Linked DNA regions of Pan troglodytes: region 1 is linked to region 2. The links are chromatin contacts, called in public Hi-C maps. All regions are on one chromosome and are shown on one strand. The core of a region is the stretch at or near the end of the contact, and the rest is flanking DNA. Distances in the headings are between cores, read along the strand shown. Region 1 has its middle 94 kb from the start of MAP1B. Region 2 holds the start of PTCD2 (pentatricopeptide repeat domain 2).

Region 1 (4,335 bases), core at 440-2,939, 310 kb after region 2:
CTCTACTAAAAATACCAAAAAAAAAAAAAAAAAAAAATGCATTAGCTAGGCGTGGTGGCCTGTGCCTGTAGTCCCAGCTACTCTGGAGGCTGAGGCATGAGGATCACTTGAACCCAGGAGGCAGAGATTGCAGTGAGTCAAGATTGCACCACTGCACTCCAGCCTGGGTGACAGAGCAAGTCTCCATCTCAAAAATATATATATTAAGTTATATATACTAAAAATTACACGATTTATATTAAAAATGAGATACATATTTTAAACCCATTACTTCCTAATTATTTTACATTTTACTATTATCTATGCTTTTGAGGTTGTTTATATTTTTTATGTCTGCATGTTGGAAATAACTATAGAATGATGTGTTACTATGTCTGTCTTCCTAACTCTGTTGGACATCATGTTGATAGCTTAAAATTGGCCATGGTGGGAGTATTTATACCACAGATAAGAGCAAACAGTGGCTTTTGTTGTCCCAGACATCTGGCTGTTAAACATTTTCCACCACACCACTGCATGACGCTGTGTGGGAGGGAGGGGTGACCTAACCTGAAGATAGCATGTGTGTAGACACGAACACGGGAAGTGTAGCAAATGCTGCTAGTTGTCCGCCCACACTCATCCTCAGCTTGCCCTTTAAACAGCCACAGTTTTGTTCAGGCTGGCAATTTGCCCAGCTACGAAACCACATATCCTAGCCTCCCTTGGAGCTTGGGGTTGAAGCCACATGACCCAGCCCTGGCCAATGAGATGGATATGGAATCTGCTGCCAATTTCTGGGAAGAGTTTTGCTTCTTGACGTGGGCACCGCCCCTTCCTCCTTACTGCTTCCTTCTTGTTCCTGCCTGCACTGCTGGCTGGAGATGGAACAGCCATTTTGTGACCAGGAAGGGACCTCAAGGGTGAAACATGCCAAGAACAACAGCCAGGCAGAGACAGGAGGAGCTAGGACAGGGATGATTATGGAGCTGGCAGCCCCCCCGGACTGCCCACCTCTGGGCCTCTTCTTAGGTGGAAAATAAACTCCTATTTGGTTAAACTACTCAGATGGGTCTCTTTACCTGCTGCCAAATGCAATCTCTTATTCAGTAGACTTTCCTGAAGAAGTGATGTTTGTGCTGAGTTGATGGGAAGAGGCAGGAGTTAAGCATCAGCTAAATGGGGCGTTTATTTTGTGCCAAGTAAGCAGGCTTACTGTTTCCCAGCTCTCAGGTGTGCATGCCTGAGTTCTTGACTTCTCCCTGCAAAACATGCCTGGAATACGCCAGGTGAAAGGGAAGACCATGATGGGGTTGCTGAGGCAGTAGCAGTTTTGTTTTGTCCCTGGCGGATTCATGTCATGGGTTAATTGGCAGTGGTGGTGGGTCCCTATACAAAAGGCTGGAAGGTGAATTCAGACTGGAACCAGCCAGTCGAGGCAGCACTAAACTGCAACCTCTCTTTCTCCCTTTCCCTACCCTGGTCCACAACAGCTTTCAAATCTTTCCAAATCCTCACCCCAGGACACACTAGCCAGCCCTTTCCTGCCTGCTACGAAGCTGCTTTCCTAGGAAGGGGCCTTTTGAATTCAAGTGCAGAAAAATCTTCATTTAAAAAAAAAAAAAAAAGCCTTCAACCGGTTGCTAGGGTTTTGTGTATCCTGCTTTAGGGAGCTTTCTCCAATGAAAGAGACTCGTCGCTATAGAAACTGCCACGTCACAGGACTTCTGTACAGCAGCGTCTGAGACTTAGGCTGCCTCTTCCAGGACAGGTTTTATATCAGAGCCCCTCTCACAGAAGTGTGTGCCTGGGACTGGGGAGGGAGAGGACCCTGGAATTGTCAGTGGCTTTAAATATCCCTCCCTCCCTTTCTTTCCCGCTCCCCACTTCTCTCTCCCTCCTGCCCCTCCTCCATCTCTTCTTTCTCCTCCCTCTTCATTGCAAACAGAATGCAAAAGCAATTGCAGTAATACAGAGCATTTCTCTGTATGTCCACACTTCTTAGCCATGGAAAGATGACGTTGCTACCACACCCATGCACACACACATGCACACACTCAGTTCTGGTAAGATAAATGGCAGCTTGGAAGGGAGTCATTTGATGCAACACTCAATAATTCCATGTTTATGAGGACTCAAGGCTAACTCAAACCACTTGAGTCAAAGCCCTTGAGTCAAAGCCCTTGAATCAAGCCAAGGGAAGTTCACACTGAGGCAGTTGGAGGTGTGGGGGACCTTCTTCCTATCTTAAAGAGACATGCAAGGTCACACATCTATCTTCTAGGCAAAGCTATCGTCTTCCCATATTAAAATACAGGTAGTCTTTGCCTTTTAAATAGGGTTATCATGTAGTTTATCATCCCTAGTAGGACATCTACAAGAGGAGCTGTTAGTAATTATACTAGGACAATGTCATATACCAGGATTGTCTGGGCAAATAAGGACATTTGTCTGATCCACTTGTAACTTGCAAACACATGCTTAACAAACAATGCACGAGAGAAAATGGCTTCCTGCCCCTCATCTTCCCTGAAGAGCTCACTGCTCCTGAAAATTGAGACATTTGGGGGATTGGAAGCTTTTGAATAACACGGGGGTTCAGAAGGAAAGAAAGAAATGAGTTGAAGGGTTAGCAGATTTTCGAGAAGATTCTTATATACATAATACTTCATACATGTGTGTCTGAAGCATAAATACCCACTCCCAATAGAAGAGAGTGGCCGTTTCCCCACACCCCCACCAACACATGTCTTCTTCAATCTTACAAGCCAGTCTCTCTAATGTTCTTAGAGAATGAAGTCATTCCTCTTATGTCTGGCTCCACCTGTTTTGCACACAGCCAGACTTATCTCCTCAAAAACTCAGTGCTGGCATGATGAAGACAAGCACAGTGACTTTAGGTCATCTTACGCCTCTGCGTGAGGAAGGTGCCAGAGCCACAAGACAGCAGGAGCTGGCTTCTTCCTAACATGCTATAAAATCCCATAAGGCAAATCCCCCCACTACTTTTCTTTTTCAGAAATTCCAGCCTGTTCATGCTTGTTAATTTTCCCAAGCAAACGTTAGCATCAGCTAATCCCTTCACAGTTTTTTTTTTCTCCAAGTATCATCTTGAAGTATTTAACATAAAAGTTCATTTAGGGGGAAATGACACCTCTATGTTGTCTTCTTGTTATTTACATAAGAAATGCTTTATCTTTTCATTTGTTTAAGCCTCCTTTTGTGTTAGAGTTTTGTTTTTGTTTTTGTTTGTCTGTTTTGTAATACAGAGCCTTGAACCACAACTCCAGACAATCTGATTTCATATCTTTGGAGCTGGGTCAGGGAAAAGAGCATCAGCGGTATAGCAAAACAGGCCCAAGACTTGAAAGATAACCTTAGCATAATGTATTTCACATCATTGCCTACAGACTGCCTCAAATCTTGAAATTAGAAGGCAAATATTTTTCTAACTTGCCCTTTTTCTAAATTATTAATAATCATGGCTAAAACAGCCTTTTACGTGCTACACCAGGAATGTGGCCAAGTGTGTTGATGTGGAAAGAGGCAAGGTTAGCCCCGAGGACATGGGTTAGAGGAGGAAGAGGGGAGGAGGAGGGAGATGCCATTTTTGGAAAAGTCTGGGCTTTGGTTTCCCACCAGTGAATTTCATTTAAATAAAAAAAGCACTCCACATATGTATTGCTATGACAATACTAAGTCTCTTGCTCTGAGTTTCTTAGTATGTGTCAAACCAAACAGAGTCAACCCTGCTGCCCAAAATTGTTGTGAGGCTCAAATGAAACCACATATCCATTTATACTGGAACAACTGTACCATATCCCCAAACTGTAAAATGATTAAAAAGTGAAATGTCATTGTTATTACTTTTTTTCTCATGGGAAATTATATTTTAAGTTATAAACATGCGACCTGCATTTTGAAATCCAACATGCCCTTGAGTTTGGGATCCTTGCAGATGGCAAGAGTTCATGCCTATGTTCCCTACGTGCTTTCAGAAAGAAAAGCAGTCAGGTGAGGTATCTTTAAGGATCAGCCAGCTCCTTTTAAAAGGTAAAGAGGTGTTCTCGGCCGGGTGCGGTGGCTCACACCCAGCACTTTGGGAAGCCAAGGCAGGCAGATCACCTGAGGTCCGAAGTTCAAGACCAGCCTGACCAACATGGAGAAACTCTGTCTCTACTAAAAATACAAAATTAGCCGAGCATGCTGGTACATGCCTGTAATCCCAGCTACTCAGGAGGCTGAGGCAGGAGAATCGCTTGAACCTGGGAGCCAGAGGTTGTGGTGAGCTGAGATCACGCCATTGCACTCCAGCCTGGGCAATAAGAGCGAAACTCCGTCTTGAGGAAAAAAAAA
Region 2 (4,571 bases), core at 1,904-4,403:
TTGAAAAAAAAAGGAAAGTCTTAGATGTGTTCATAAAGGAGGATCAAGGAGGTATATCCACAACCCCCAGGGACCACTGCTGCATCCACACACAATAAAAGGTATGAAATGCTGGGAAGAACTCTATGTGCAGGAGGGAGAGAATGAATGCAACAAAATTTTTCAGGTGCTGAAAGGGAAAAAGACCTAGGGTGGTGTTCTTGTTTGTAGCTTTTTATAACAAAAATTTTCAAACATACCCAAGAAATGAAAGAACAGGATAATAATCCCCCTCACTAGGTGCCATTACCCAGCCTCAATCATTATCAATATTTTGCTAATTATGTTTCCTCTACACTACAATCCTCAAACACACTGGATTTTTTTTCAAAGCAAATCCCAGATTTATCTTTTTTTTGAGACAGGGTCTCACTCTGTTACCCAGGTTGGAGTGCAGTTGTGTGATCATGGCTTACTGCACCTTAGACCTCCCAGGCTCAAGCAATCCTCCCACCTCAGTCCCTGGAGTAGCTGTGACTACAGGCATGCACCACCATGCCCAGCTAACTTTAAAAAAATTTGTAGAGATGAGGTCTACGCTGCTCAGGCTGATCTCAAACTCCCTGGCTCAAGCAATCCTCCTGCCTTGGCCTCCCAAAATGCTGGAGTTACAGGCATGAGCCATCATGCCCAGCCAAATCCTAGGTTTGGTAGTCAGGTTTCTCTTGTTTTTTAAGAAATTTTTGATCCTACTGACTTTTCTAGCACAGAGTGAAAAATACCAAATGTATCATCACACATAGTACTGTTTTGTTTCATTTGATTTCATTTATATATAGATATGTTTGTGTGTACTGAGATGCAACATAAAATGCATTTTTCACTGAAGGTTACATCAAAAAGTTTGAAAGCCAATCATCTGAAGTTCTTAAACTTTATTGTGCATATGAATGATCTGGGGCCTTTCTATCTGCACTTCTATCAACCACCCAATAGATGCTGATGCCGCTGGTCCTCAAACCTCACTTTTAATGGCACAGATTTAGACAAGACCAATCGCAGCACTAGCTTTAATATTTCTCTGAGATCGTAAGAGAAGGAATAAGAGGAGAGCTGTAGACGTTGTAGCAGCAAAGTATGAGATGCAAGATAAATATAAGAGTTCACTATGAAACTAACAATAAATGGTCTCAACTTTTTCTAAGGCATAATAAAGTCACTGAAGGAGACACTGAATAGGGATAAAGACAGAGAAACTTAAATGACAGATAAATGACAGAATTAACAAAATAGATTCTATTACCTTTAGTGCCAGAAAGATTACATGCAACAGCCACTTTCTTTTGTTGAAATTCTTTTAATTTCACCACATTATCTGTAAGTAGGTATCTTTTAGCTAAAAATCAGAGAAAGAAAAAAGTAAAGTCATTTTGACTGTTTTAGAAGTTAGCAAATAACATGAATAGAGCTTGATTGCCTCTAACATCTATTATAATCCATTAGACACGTACAAATATAACTGTACAAACTGTACAAATATAAATCCTGGGAAAAACCATTTCTGAACTACCAGAGAATGCAAATCCTCAGCAAAACAGGTTTTATTTGTGTGTGTGAAAGAAGATAGTGATTAACCGTAGCTAGTGATAAACCTGTGTGGGGACTGGTTGACAGGAAGTTGGGATTTGAAGTACAAATGGGCATTTGCCATCGGTTAAAGGTATCAAGAGCATTTTTAAAAAAACTAATAACATTTAAATGCAAAACAGGCATATTTAGTTTTGGTTTATCCAGGGAGAAGCACAGTGTAGTGGAAAAAGCTGCAGCGTGACCACTGGAACTCCCAGTTTTGTCCTCTGTGAAATGAGGGGGTTAAGGCCTCTCAGATGTGGACTCAAAATACATTTGAGATACATGGAAATCATTGATCACAGCTTAGTAGATTTGGGAAACATCATCCTTTCTTTAGGATCCTTGGCTGTGCATGAGATAAAACGGACCAAGCGTGGCCGAAGAATCACGCACTAACAGAGTTCTGTGAGCTGCAGTAACAAGGTAACAATAAAAGTTGCTATTTATTTACAGAAAGGCAGTCCAGTGAAGTGGTTAGGAGCAGGTTTCTATTGTTGGGTGTGTTCAAATCCCACCTCTAACAGTTCCCTCTGACCTTGGGCAAATTACTTAACCTTGTTCCTCCTCTGTAAATGGAGAAAAGAATGGTACTTCTCTTGCTGGGTGTTGTCTAGAGAAAAGGAATTAATGTATGTAAACTACATTAAAGTAATGCCTGACAAACATTTTTACTATCACTCACTAGCATCTTCAGATTTAACTCTCTTCATAGAGATGTTAGAGGATAGTTTTGAAAAATGAAGAAACGTGCCGCTAAGTCTTTTAGATTGTTAGCAGAACTGAGACTCCATAAGACCTCTGCTTCCAAACTCTGCAGAACAGAAAAAGGCCGGGCGCGGTGGCTCACTCCTATAATCCCAGCACTTTGGGAGGCCGAGGCGGATGGACCACGAGGTCAGGAGTTCGAAACCAGCCTGGCCAACATAGTGAAACCCGTCTCTACTAAAAATACAAAAAACCCGGGCGTGGTGGCGCACGCCTGTAGTCCCAACTACTCGGAAAGCTGAGGCAGGAGAATCGCTTGAACCCGGGAGGCGGAGGCTGCAGTGAGCCGAGATCGCGCCACCGCGCTCCAGCTTGGGCGACAGAGCAAGACTTCGTCTCAAAAATAAATAAATAAGTCACCCAAGGCGGGAGGGATGTTCCTGAAGACGAACGTCGCCCCATCTGAGGGAGCACTACAGCCCCAAGGTCAAGACCCCAGCAGTCCTTCGATTTGCAGGCACTGGGGGTATCCACGACCCCCAGGGGTCACCACTGCACCCACATGGCAACTAGAGGGCGAGGGTGTGCTCCAGGCCAGTGAGAGACTTAGGAGCTGTGGCTGCTCCACAGAGATGCTAGCTGGGATCTAACACCCCCTTCTCTCCCATCCCTCCCCTCCTTCCCTAGGCTAAGGCCGCGGATACCTCCGAGAGGGCAGCGGCAGCTGACAGAGCCGGAGCCTCCCACCCCAGGATACACCAAAATCTGCAGCGCCTGCAGGAGAACTCGATTCGAGGGCCGAAATGCAGCAGCCATACTGTCTCGGACCATACCAACTACTGGAACCGGGGCGAGGAGGCGGAGCGTCGGTCCTGTCGTCGAGAGCGACAAAAGGGATTCGTCCAATTCTGGGCGCCCCGAGAGGTCGAGCTGTAACCCCGCCCCTTCCTCTGTCCGTAACCCGTTGGCTCTTCCTTTTGGTACGCTCCAAGATGGCTGCCTCCATAGTGCGGCGCGGGATGCTCCTGGCGCGGCAAGTGGTTCTTCCTCAGCTCTCTCCTGCAGGTTGGCCGGACAGCTTCATTAGGCCCCTGATTATTCTGTTTTTTGGGTGAAGGGAGCGGTGGGCTTTCAAGAGGAGAGGAAATGTTTCTGGAATCTGATTGCTAGGGACGCCATTTGGGGTGTTTGGTGGTGCAGAAGAAGGAGACAAGGTATCTGTTCCGTTTCCTTCCCTAAAATAACAGTGTGTTCCTGTCCAAAGGTACGAAGAGCAGTGGAAGGTTATATAGCATGAGGGAATTTGCGTATGATTCGCCAGATTTATGTGTTGGGGTGGTCGTGCTTTTGCTGACCACGAAAAACCCAAATGTGCGCCGGGCGCGGTGGCCCACGCCTGTGGTCCCAGCACTTTGGGAACGCGAGGCGGGCGGATCGCCAGGAGTTCGAGACCAGGAGTTGAGACCAGGAGTTGAGGCCAGGAGTTCGAGACCAGCCTGGCCAACAGGGCGAAACCCCATCTCTACTGAAAAATACAAAGAAATTATCTGGGCGTGGTGGCGCGCGCCTGTAATCCTAGCTACTCGGGGGGCTGAGGCAGGATAATCGCTTGAACTCGGGAGGCGGAGGTTGCAATGAGCAGAGATCGCGCCACTACACTCCAGCCTGGGCAACAGAGAGAGACCCTGTCTCAAAAAAAAAAAAAAAAGAAAAAAGGAAAAACCTAAATGTGTCCATTCCTGGGGCTGGGACATTTTTCTCCCATCTGAGGTTTTTTTAGAGGGACGTCAGATAAACATTTTTCCCACTACCACACATTTAGCTGGACCCCTGGTCTTCGTGGAAGAATTTTTCAGTATTAATCTCATTTTATCTGATGACCTTGAGCACAACTTTTGATTGACCTTTCTTTGCTATCGTTTTCCACGTGTAGATAATAAATGCTAATAGTTACTTGTAAAGTACTTTGATATCTGAACTAAATGGCAGCCCACTCAAAGCCTGCATAGTGGGTCTGATAATGAAAACATTGGGAAAAAGTTTTAAAGTATTTATAGGAGCCAAATTTGCAGTGATTCTAACCACATAATCCAGACAGACATATTTGATAAAAATGCAATAATCACACTCGATTTTTCCAATGCCGCTTATCTTCCCTTTCCAACCTACCTCCCATCCTCTATTTTTTTAAAAAGCACGCACTTCTTTAGGAACAGCCATTAAACGTCAATGTGAAACCTCAGAGTTGGCCACCA

What was found. Hi-C and Micro-C count contacts between places; a contact is called where the count stands out from the background.
Region 1: a Hi-C map of stem cell-derived neural progenitor cells shows a contact between it and region 2, with 2.8 times the contacts expected there. The contact joins the enhancer-like site here to the promoter of PTCD2 in region 2. A contact is called at or near these places in 1 of 7 Hi-C or Micro-C datasets (stem cell-derived neural progenitor cells) and 1 of 1 datasets of contacts at active chromatin or transcription factors (stem cell-derived excitatory neurons).

Annotation. Positions count from the first base shown.
Region 1 is chr4:44,034,417-44,038,751 of NHGRI_mPanTro3-v2.0_pri, forward strand. No RefSeq gene overlaps it. Among named protein-coding and RNA genes, the nearest start is that of MAP1B, 94 kb to the left of the region's middle. Within about 2 kb of position 1,690, at least 16 of the 24 cell types and tissues checked have an H3K27ac peak or open chromatin away from gene starts, as enhancers often do. A contact at or near this core is called in stem cell-derived excitatory neurons and stem cell-derived neural progenitor cells, where this site is marked.
Region 2 is chr4:43,726,980-43,731,550 of NHGRI_mPanTro3-v2.0_pri, forward strand. It overlaps PTCD2 (pentatricopeptide repeat domain 2), which reads right to left and starts at 3,154. Exons shown (of 10, transcript NM_001246655.1): 1 at 3,021-3,154; 2 at 1,283-1,375. The coding sequence starts at 3,147. MRPS27 (mitochondrial ribosomal protein S27) reads left to right here and starts at 3,120. Exons shown (of 11, transcript XM_517715.8): 1 at 3,120-3,381. The coding sequence starts at 3,120.